3 separate regions of the Mus musculus genome follow, and regions 2 and 3 are each linked to region 1. Evidence: chromatin contacts called from public HiChIP or PLAC-seq data. All regions are on one chromosome and are shown on one strand. The core of a region is the stretch at or near the end of the contact, and the rest is flanking DNA. Distances in the headings are between cores, read along the strand shown. Region 1 holds the start of Mrc2 (mannose receptor, C type 2). Region 2 overlaps Gm39422 (a long non-coding RNA gene). Region 3 overlaps Tanc2 (tetratricopeptide repeat, ankyrin repeat and coiled-coil containing 2).

Region 1 (2,966 bases), core at 380-2,879:
TAAAACCCAAGCTAAGGCTCTTGGAATTGGCTGTCCTTTCCCTCCTCCCTCGAATCCTGCAGTCCCGTGTCCTATACAGAGGAACAAGGCTCTGGCAAGAACCCCGGGAGGTGAGGGGCACGCTGATGCTACCAAGCTACAAGGGGCTCCGGCTTGCTTCCTGTGTATGCAGGCTTCAGATCCAGGTGGGAGGGAAGGGCAGAGGAGGCTCCTATGTAACTGTGGGTCACCCTGACCCTACCTTTCCCCTCAGCAAATGCCCACAGCACACCAGGCCACCGCAAAGGCCTCAGACTCTTCAGGGGGCCCTCTAGTCCTAGCACAAAGCTGCAGCTGCTGTCCCATCCCTTTCCGCTGACCCAGCCCCCAATTAAACATAAAAAGGGGATGTGGAGGCAACACCCAGCACATTTTTTAAAATTCTGAGTGCCTCTGCCCCCCAAGATCTACCCTATCAATGTTTATGAGTGTTCAGGTTCTTGTCGAGGGACCTGTCTGACCTCACATTTCAGATAGTTCTAAAATAACGACGACGACGACGACAACAACAACAACAACACAACAACAAAAAAAAACATACAGAAAAGAGAAGGGTGCAGTTTGGGGGGCTTGTGTGGTTGGTCTTCTGTGGGTTGTGGTTTGTATCTTTAGAAACTCTTTTGCACCAAAGACTGTCCACTCTGGAGAAGTGCCAATTTGATCAGAATTGAACACACAAAGTGAGAAACGAACACACACACACACACACACACACACACACACACACACACACACGCACGCACGCGCATTCGGTTCTCCTGGCACAAAACTGTTCCACAGGGTTACGATCGAACGGTGCATAAGTCCTCTGCCACAAGCTGTCCTTAAAGACCAAGTAAGAAAACATAAAGACCCCATTGCCAGACGCTGAACAGACTGACCCCTCACGTACAGAGTAAGAAACAATGCGCCTCTGGCTCTCTGGTTGTATATCAAGGTACCCAGACCAGCGCGGGGCGAGCGCCGGGGGTCCGGGTGGCCCGGACACCAGCCCTCCCTCTCCCTCCCAGGCCGCGGTGCCTTGGCTCCCCTCCCCCGCCGCCTGCCACATCTGGTTCCACTCAGGTCCTCCCCCACCTCCAGGCGCGCTCCTCCTCCCATCTCCTCCCTTGCTCCCAGAAAAGTGGAGACGAATTTAAAAAATCCAGTCACACACACACACACACACACACACACACACACACACACACACACGCACACACACGCGTGCGCGCGCACACACACACACACACACACACGCACGCACGCACTTCTTCAGAAAAGATGGGAGAAAAAAAGGAGGGAAAAGTCAAGAGGCCCGACTCCCGAAGTTGGCCAAGTTGGCAGCGCCTTACCCAGGAGGGCGGCGGCGGAGTCCGCCGGGTGGCCGAGACGCAGTCCCCCGAGAAGCAAGACGCAGCGCAGCAGGTGACGAGGCCAGGGCGCGAGGGCAGGTCGGATGGGTACCATCCCTGCGGCGCTCGGAGGACGAGAGTACGGAGGGCGCACGGCAGGGCTGCGTGCAGAGACAGCCCTAGCGCTGTGCTCAGATGACCGCCGGCGAGGGGATCGCATCCTCCTCCGGGTCCGGACGAAGTGATGCCTCCCGGAGAGGAGGAGGGAGGAGGCAGGCCCCGCAGAGGGAGGGCGGAGGGAGGAGCGCAGAACCCTGGAGGAGGGTTTGAGGGGCAGAGGGGAAGGGAAGCGGGCAGCGTGGGAGGGGACGGAGGAGGCGCGGGGGCGCAGGGCTGGGGACCCGGCCGCAAGGGAGTGCGTGTCGGGAGGGAGAGGAGGCGAAGGCTGGAGAAGAGGATCAGCGAGGTCCACAAGGATCCCAGTGTGCGCTCTTTATCTTCCCCTATTCTGCTTCTTAATTCCTTCCCGCCTTGTCTACCCTCTCTTTTCAGACCGGGCCTGGAGCCCCAGACGCTGCGTCACAGCTTCTCCTGCTGGCGCGAGAGGCGAAGCAACTGCAAAACTTTCCGCAGAACTTCACCGCGTGGCGAAGCCTGGGCTGCTGCGAGGCCTGGCCAGCCGAAGGATGGGATGCGCGACTGACTCAGGTGGCCAGTCTTGGGCCCCCAGCATCCCCTCCATCCAGCCTCTTCTGCCAGGTTTTAGGCGCTGAGCATCAGCTATTTCCTTTCCTAAGACCCCCCTCCCCTATTTCTGATGGGGAAGAGGAGGAGCTCAGAACTCCGCGCCACCCGTGCGGAGGTTGGGGGAGGGGAAGGTAGAGCTCCTGTTGCTTGTGAGCAGCGCAAACAATTCTTGATCATCTTGTTTCAGCATGTGTGACTCCTGTGTCAGTGTCCCTGGCACAAAGAATGTAACACTTGAGTTGATAGGGGCCGCTGTATCCAGAGACCTGGGACAAAAGCGGTCCACTGGATGTCCCAGAAGACCTACATCATTCCCACCAGCTGGGCTGCTGGCCGGTAGCAAAGAACAAAACGGAAATTTCATGAAGACAATCCAGTTACTTAGCATTATGCAACAGGTCAGATGGCAGAGCAAAGCACTGGGCTGAGAATCTGGATTTTGGAGAGCAGCCGACACCTAACCTCTGATTTCCCAGTCTTGAAAGTGATGCTTGGGAGCTCCAGCTGAGAACAGGCTTGAGATTTCTGGAGTCCAACAGCACAAAGCAGACTCACCTTCTCCCATCACAAGAGATCAAAACACTGTAAAACTGTAATATAAGTTTTATTGTTTCCTGGACTGGCCACTGAGGGGCTTTTTTTTTTTTTTTTTTTTTTTTTTTTGAAATAACAAACATGACTTTTCATGACTCCTGTTGTAGGTACTCTTTCTGTATCTCTGCAATAAAGGCTCTGCTCCAGGGAGGCTCCACCTTAGCCCTTCTGAACTCTGCCAACTGAGATTCTTGGCTTAATATAGCCCACTGATTGCAGGTCCCCAAAAGGAGCACCTGCAGGCCCCTGGAA
Region 2 (3,012 bases), core at 474-2,973, 270 kb before region 1:
GCTACAGTTAATTTTACTCTAATTTTGCTACAGTTAAGAATTATAATCATTATTTCAGATAGTCTTAGGCAAACCCTGTGATAAGGTCGTTCAACCCGAAAGGGGTCAAGACTCACAGGTTGAGAATCATTGCTCTAGAGAAACACTTAATTAGAGATACATTTATATAGACAGTTACAAACCAACTCAGTGAAAACAAATGTATCAGAAAGATCAGACAGATGATAACTTACTATCCTAAAAGGTAATATGAGATTCATTTAATTGGTGGATTTAAATCAATCTACTGTAAAGAAGTTAAATTTTTCAAAAGGAACACAGCAAGATTTTGTTTTGTGTGTGCTGCATGCTCTGTAGCACAGGACGCTTTTTATAGGTATTATCTTTTTATCTCACACTAATCCTGTTGTGGCAGATAGTATTCACTTTCCCATCTTATCAGGAAGCAGAAACTTAGAGAGGTTAAATAATATTTTAAAAAAAGATCACTAATCTAATTAACAGTAAAGCCAGGATTCAAACTGAGGTTCCTCTACCTCTAAGATACAGATTCATGGTGTGGATCTTATTTTATGCAAAGACATGATTACGGGGTTAGAGAGAGAACTCAGTCAGTAAAATGTTTGCCACACAGTCATTAGGACCTAGACTTGGATCTCCAGCACCCTAGTAGAAAGCAGGCATTAGTGGTGTACCTTTATAATCCCAGCTTTGGGGGGCAGGGGCGGAGGGGGAAGATGTCTGGATCTTGCTGGCCAGTTCTTCTGGTTGAACTGATAAGCTCTGGATTCAGTGAGAGGTCCTGCCACAAAAGGTACGGTTGAGAGCATTTGGGAAGACACCCGGCTTTGACTTCTAGCTTCCATACATGTGTACACATATGAACACTCATACACATAAAATGCATGGTTATGGACTGCGCATGTTGGCATATACTTACAATGTAAGCACTGAAGCGGGAGGATCATAAGCTCATGGGCTATACAACAAGACATGGTCTCAAAGGAATGGGGAACGTGGTTAATGGTTTAATGGTATAAAACAACAACCTGGTCTTTTGTTGTTTTGTTGGGTTGTTTGTTTGTTTGTTTGTTTGTTTTTCAAACAGAGTTTTTTTGTGTAGCCCTGGCTGTCCTGGAGCTCACTCTGTAGGCTGGGAAGTCTTGAATTCACATAGATCCATTTGCTTTCACCTCCCTAGTGCTGGCATTAAAGACATGCACCACCACACTGGCCAACCTGGTCTTTTGTACATGGAAATCAGTGGCCCTTCACTGTTGCTTCATTTCCTTATTCTTGTTTAGCATTCTCTGTTAATGTCCAGATTTCCTGTCTTCATATGAGATTCTATTCTCTCCCTACCCATCTCCTCTTTCTCTCACAACATTGCTCTGTTTCACACGCTCATTAGACATGTTCAGTAAACAAGGGAGCTTTGGCTGAGAAGGGAAGCATTTGTGCTATTTCAAAAGCCTTTTCCTCAGACTCAGCCCTGACCTGGGCTTCTGTAGCCAGGATTTCTGAAATTGCTGGTGCTCAGTCCAGCAGCCTAGCAGCAGAAAAGCTTACACAAGAAGAGGAAGGGCCAAAGCACATGCTTATTCATAACAAGATGAGCCAAGAGTGTCAGAGGAATTTGCTGAGTGGCAATGGTGAAGCAAAGAGTGATTTGTTCTTCATATGAGAGTTTGGTTGTGCTTTTTCCAGCAAGTGAATGGAAGCCAGCTGAGCATGGGGCATTGCTGGCATGCAAGCAGTTGGTGCACAAGAGAAGGGATGCAACAGAATGGATGCACAGATGGGCTAATATGTTTGAATGAGGGCATTTCTGGACGCTTCAGACCCTTGTAGATTACTTAGGCAGGGAATAATAGTTCCTGCCCATTGTTATTTGTCTGAATGGTGACCTAAAGTTGGGGGCAGACTCTTGCTAAGGAACAGGGCTTTAATGTAGCATGCAGATATTTCTTCTTGGAATCGTTGCACTGAATTAATTTTTTTTCATGGTGGGAATGCACATCAAATAATCAAGACGCATTGTATTCAGGACCTAATTTCCCAAATGTCAGCATGCAATACATTTCAAAAGTAATTCACTTTGCAATGTGTTTTTCCCATTACACTCATAAGGCAGAAATTATTGCAAATAATAGCCTAGGAAGCTGGGATCATCATTATATCAGCTAAGGGGTCTGACTGGGCCATTGACAGTAAAGGTTATTTCTACTGAAAAGGGAAAGAGAAATCCACATTATTTCAAAAACAAACCTATTTGATGTCTTCTATCAACGTTCTCTCTAGCCTCCTATATTTTCTTGATTCCTCAAGACTGTCTTTCTGTAGTTGCCTAACCATGACTTATGATCTCACCTCTGAGTTTTCTGGGTGCTCCTTTCTGGTTAGGACAAACAAAATTAAAAAGTACCCATGCCCCTTCTCTTCTACCTACTCCCTTCTAGCCTTCAAACCCAGGATTCACCACTTTTTCAATGACCGTGAAGCCTTGTTGTGTGTGGCACACACCTGAAATCCCAGCACTTGGGAGGCTGACATGGCCATCCAGGGTTATATAATGAGACTGAATCTAAAAAACACATTGCCACTAAGATGACAGGGAGAGGTCCCCACATCCCAAGCGTGATTTTCTCAAAAGACTTATCAGTTACAGCTTTAGTCTGTACTATACCATATTTTCCTGCAGCTAAAATATTCCTTTGGATTCTTTCTCGGGTTGTTTTATGTGTGTATGTCTTAGGCTCCAATTAGATTTCCCATTCCCTGGAGATCTCGAGGCCCCTGCCTTTTATTTCTTTAGCATCCAGGAATAGTACAATGACTCATATTAGAATGGCATAAAAGCCACACCTGTGGATATACTTCAACCAGCCTTAGACTTTTGACAGTGATACAATGTTACCAAACAACCATCAGATGAACTTCAGAAGGCTAAAGATAAGATGTGAGCATCCGACCTGTCCCAGGTGGGTCTTCCTCCCAAGAATAACTTAAAGG
Region 3 (3,009 bases), core at 326-2,825, 470 kb before region 1:
CCTTTCCTGTGACACAGTCATTTTTCCTCGTTGGTGAGGTTCCCTGGAAGAGGACTACTAAAAACTGAGTTCCTGTTGTCGGACAATCTATCTTTAGGCAGACAATGCAACTTCAGAGAATGCTTGTCCCTATGCTACTTCAGGGGAGAAAGACAGGGGAGGGCAGAAGGGCAGAAGGGCAGAGAGATCTCAGATCTGAGGCTGCCTCTGAAACCTTCTAATCAATGGAGTGGGACGACAAAGCATTGGACTCTGGGGCAGCCTTCTGTTTGTTTAATATGTACTGTACTCTTTAATTCATTTTGTTTATTGCTTATTTTTGATACTACCTAGAGATAATACTATCTTCAATTCCAGGTTACACACTTATCTTAATAGAAACTTATTTTAGGAAATCTAAAAACATTACTATAAAAGAACAAAATCAGTACAACGTGCCTATGCTATAAACCTGCTTCAGATTATAAAGTGAAGCCTAGGAAGCACAGTAGGAAACATTCTGGCACTGCGTTTTCATTCTTCCTGGTGTTCTAAAAACCTTAGCTCAAGTTTGGTTATACTAACAAAGAATCCATACTTGTGGAAAATATGCATAAACAATCACATTACTAAGACTGCCCAGAGCGATTTAGCACAGACATTCCCAAGTCACAACTACTTTGCTTCATAACCAGAACAACAGCTACATTCGATCAGTGATATAATTAATATGGTGTTAAAGAGATTAGGCTCCTGACAGTCATTCTGACTTGTGAATCTAGAGAAGGAAAAGCCTCATTTGGGCTGGAAGCACAGTTCAGTGTAGCAGGGTTTGCTTAACTTCTATGCATCCCTCTGTTAGAGCCCAGATTTAAAGGAGTAGAGCAAAAAGAAGGAGGAAGGAGGGTAAAAAGAAGATAAGGAAAGGGGAAGAAAAGAGAGGTACTAGGTGGTAAGAGGAGGCACTTAGGGGAAAAAAAGTAAAAGATTCAGCATTTATTTTATAACACTAATTTACAAATGAATGCAAAGTACAATATTGCATTTGCTGTGACAGGATGAAGAACTTATGCAATGCTACCAGAAGAGCTTTTGTTGCTTTGGGAAAAAGAGAAGCCCATATTTAATATATACTACTACTGAAAGATAAGTCTGAGAATAAAACCCTCAAGATCTTTTAATACTCAAAATGGATTCGTAAGGTCAATTATATCTTATTTATCAGGATGTGGCTCAAGTTTTCCTGTACTGTTTTGTAAGTGTGTCCTATCTGGCTGCAGAGATAAAACCCTGACATTTCAGATCTGAAAAATGATAAATTTTCAGAAGTAGGAATTTAGAAGTAGGAATCACTCTGTCCTGTTCACTCCAAGTAAAATATATAGTATTGTTATTTTTCCACAGTGGTTTAATATCATTTTTAATGAGCAAGAATAAACAAAAGACCTAAAACCAAGTATCTCAAGGTTCTTTGCTACCGTTCTGAACTGTACTTTCAACTGGAGCTACGAATGTTTCTGACACAGTTCTATGGACTCACTCTAGAGAAGAGTGTAAAGGATGCTGCCAGGCAACTCACTGAAGTCTGAAAGAATCTGAGCACTAATAATGAGCCTGTCTGTTTGGCTCCCACACAAGAAGGATTTAGTGAAGTCCACATGTGTTTACAGGCCATTCACAAGAAGAGGGTATCTGTAAAAGTGAGTGTTCAAGAGGAATCAAGCTCAGTATCTAATTCAACTTTAATATTTCTAATATCTAAAGCATTTTCTGCAACTATCCAGAATTCCAACAACAATTAGGCACAAGTCATAATCAAAAGGTCCAGTACTGAATGAACATTCTTACACATATCTTTGATGCTCCTGTCCACACAGGGCCACTATCACATGTCTTTAATTACTTCAAATCACAAAAATAATCCTGAAAACCTCATCTGCCAAAATTACTTTGAAATTTATCTTTGAAACTGTTTGCAATACTCTCATCAGTAGATAAAACAACATGTACTTTATAAAACCTATGCTCTTTTAGGAGAATAAGTATTAAGATGCAAGAATTAACGTGTTTTTATGAGTACTATACATGCAAGGCTGCTCTGCCGGGTGGGCCTGCTGCAATCCTCCCCTTTTCAAAGCAGACGCTGCATGCATGCTTACCAGGGCAGTATGCATCCACGTCCAGTTTCTGAGCTGAAGTGAGGGTTGGGGAGCCAAGCTCGGACTCTGGAATTCGTGGGCTCTCAACAAACTTTGCCTTCCTCAGAGGGGCTAAGGACAAAAAGAAAGAGAGAAAGAAGGAAAAGGAGAGGAAAGCAGAAGAGGGGTGAGAAAAAGGAAAAAGGAACAGAGGGAAAGAGAAGGGGAAAGGGAAAGAGAGAAACACAGAGGGGTCATGAGTAAGGGGAACAGCAGGCAACAGATGGAAGCACTTACATGAACGACACACTCTGTCAGACTCAGATCAGGTTACCCTATTTTTTGTGCCAGAAAAAAAAATTAACTGCATTCCTCATACAGGAGATGGGTCTTGTTTAAAAGTCATTGAAAATGGGAAAAGCTAAAATCTATTATCCAAAACTTTGAGCATAAATTGTAATTGTCTACCACCTCTGGTTACTTCCTCTCTTTATTAAGAAAGGACTTTCTTGTCTTGGCTTTCTGTGCCTTCAAATACAAGTACTAACTAAGAAAAGTACTGAAAGAAGTTTTAAGGTTTAATTACAACAGCTGTAATGAAGTTTCCTTTATCCAGAAAAAAATTACTCATATTAAGTACTGAAAGTGTGATTAAATATTGATGTAGTTTAATAAGGAAATCAATCATTTTGCTGTTCAGCCATTAGAGTAAGAAGTCAACAATGCTAGGATACTAAAATACAAAGTAGGCCATGACAAGTTAACACAAATGCTGAAAAGATATGTCTTAGTTACAAACTTAATCATGAAACCTAGACAATAGTAACACTCCATATCATAAAATTATTCAATATTAGTATATTCATAAACTTGATATTTGTACTTAATAAAG

What was found. HiChIP or PLAC-seq counts read pairs in DNA pulled down with a chosen protein or histone mark.
Region 2: a contact with region 1 is called in an H3K27ac HiChIP or PLAC-seq map of stem cell-derived neural progenitor cells, with 4 times the contacts expected there. The contact joins the enhancer-like site here to the promoter of Mrc2 in region 1. A contact is called at or near these places in 1 of 39 promoter capture datasets (cranial neural crest), 1 of 15 datasets of contacts at CTCF or cohesin (the NIH/3T3 cell line) and 2 of 115 datasets of contacts at active chromatin or transcription factors (microglia and stem cell-derived neural progenitor cells).
Region 3: a contact with region 1 is called in an H3K4me3 HiChIP or PLAC-seq map of neural tube, with 4 times the contacts expected there. The contact joins the enhancer-like site here to the promoter of Mrc2 in region 1. A contact is called at or near these places in 3 of 39 promoter capture datasets (the C10 cell line, hippocampal neurons and liver) and 4 of 115 datasets of contacts at active chromatin or transcription factors (the NIH/3T3 cell line, astrocytes, craniofacial prominence and 1 more).

Annotation. Positions count from the first base shown.
Region 1 is chr11:105,291,309-105,294,274 of GRCm38.p6, reverse strand. It overlaps Mrc2 (mannose receptor, C type 2), which reads right to left and starts at 1,629. Exons shown (of 30, transcript NM_008626.3): 1 at 1,374-1,629. The coding sequence starts at 1,488.
Region 2 is chr11:105,566,007-105,569,018 of GRCm38.p6, reverse strand. Gm39422 (a long non-coding RNA gene) reads right to left here. Exons shown (of 4, transcript XR_880251.2): 2 at 696-802. Among named protein-coding and RNA genes, the nearest start is that of Gm39422, 14 kb to the right of the region's middle. Within about 2 kb of position 1,723, at least 39 of the 459 cell types and tissues checked have an H3K27ac peak or open chromatin away from gene starts, as enhancers often do. A contact at or near this core is called in stem cell-derived neural progenitor cells, where this site is marked.
Region 3 is chr11:105,758,162-105,761,170 of GRCm38.p6, reverse strand. The region is part of intron 4 of Tanc2 (tetratricopeptide repeat, ankyrin repeat and coiled-coil containing 2); the gene reads right to left. Among named protein-coding and RNA genes, the nearest start is that of Tanc2, 170 kb to the right of the region's middle. Within about 2 kb of position 1,575, at least 39 of the 459 cell types and tissues checked have an H3K27ac peak or open chromatin away from gene starts, as enhancers often do. A contact at or near this core is called in craniofacial prominence and neural tube, where this site is marked.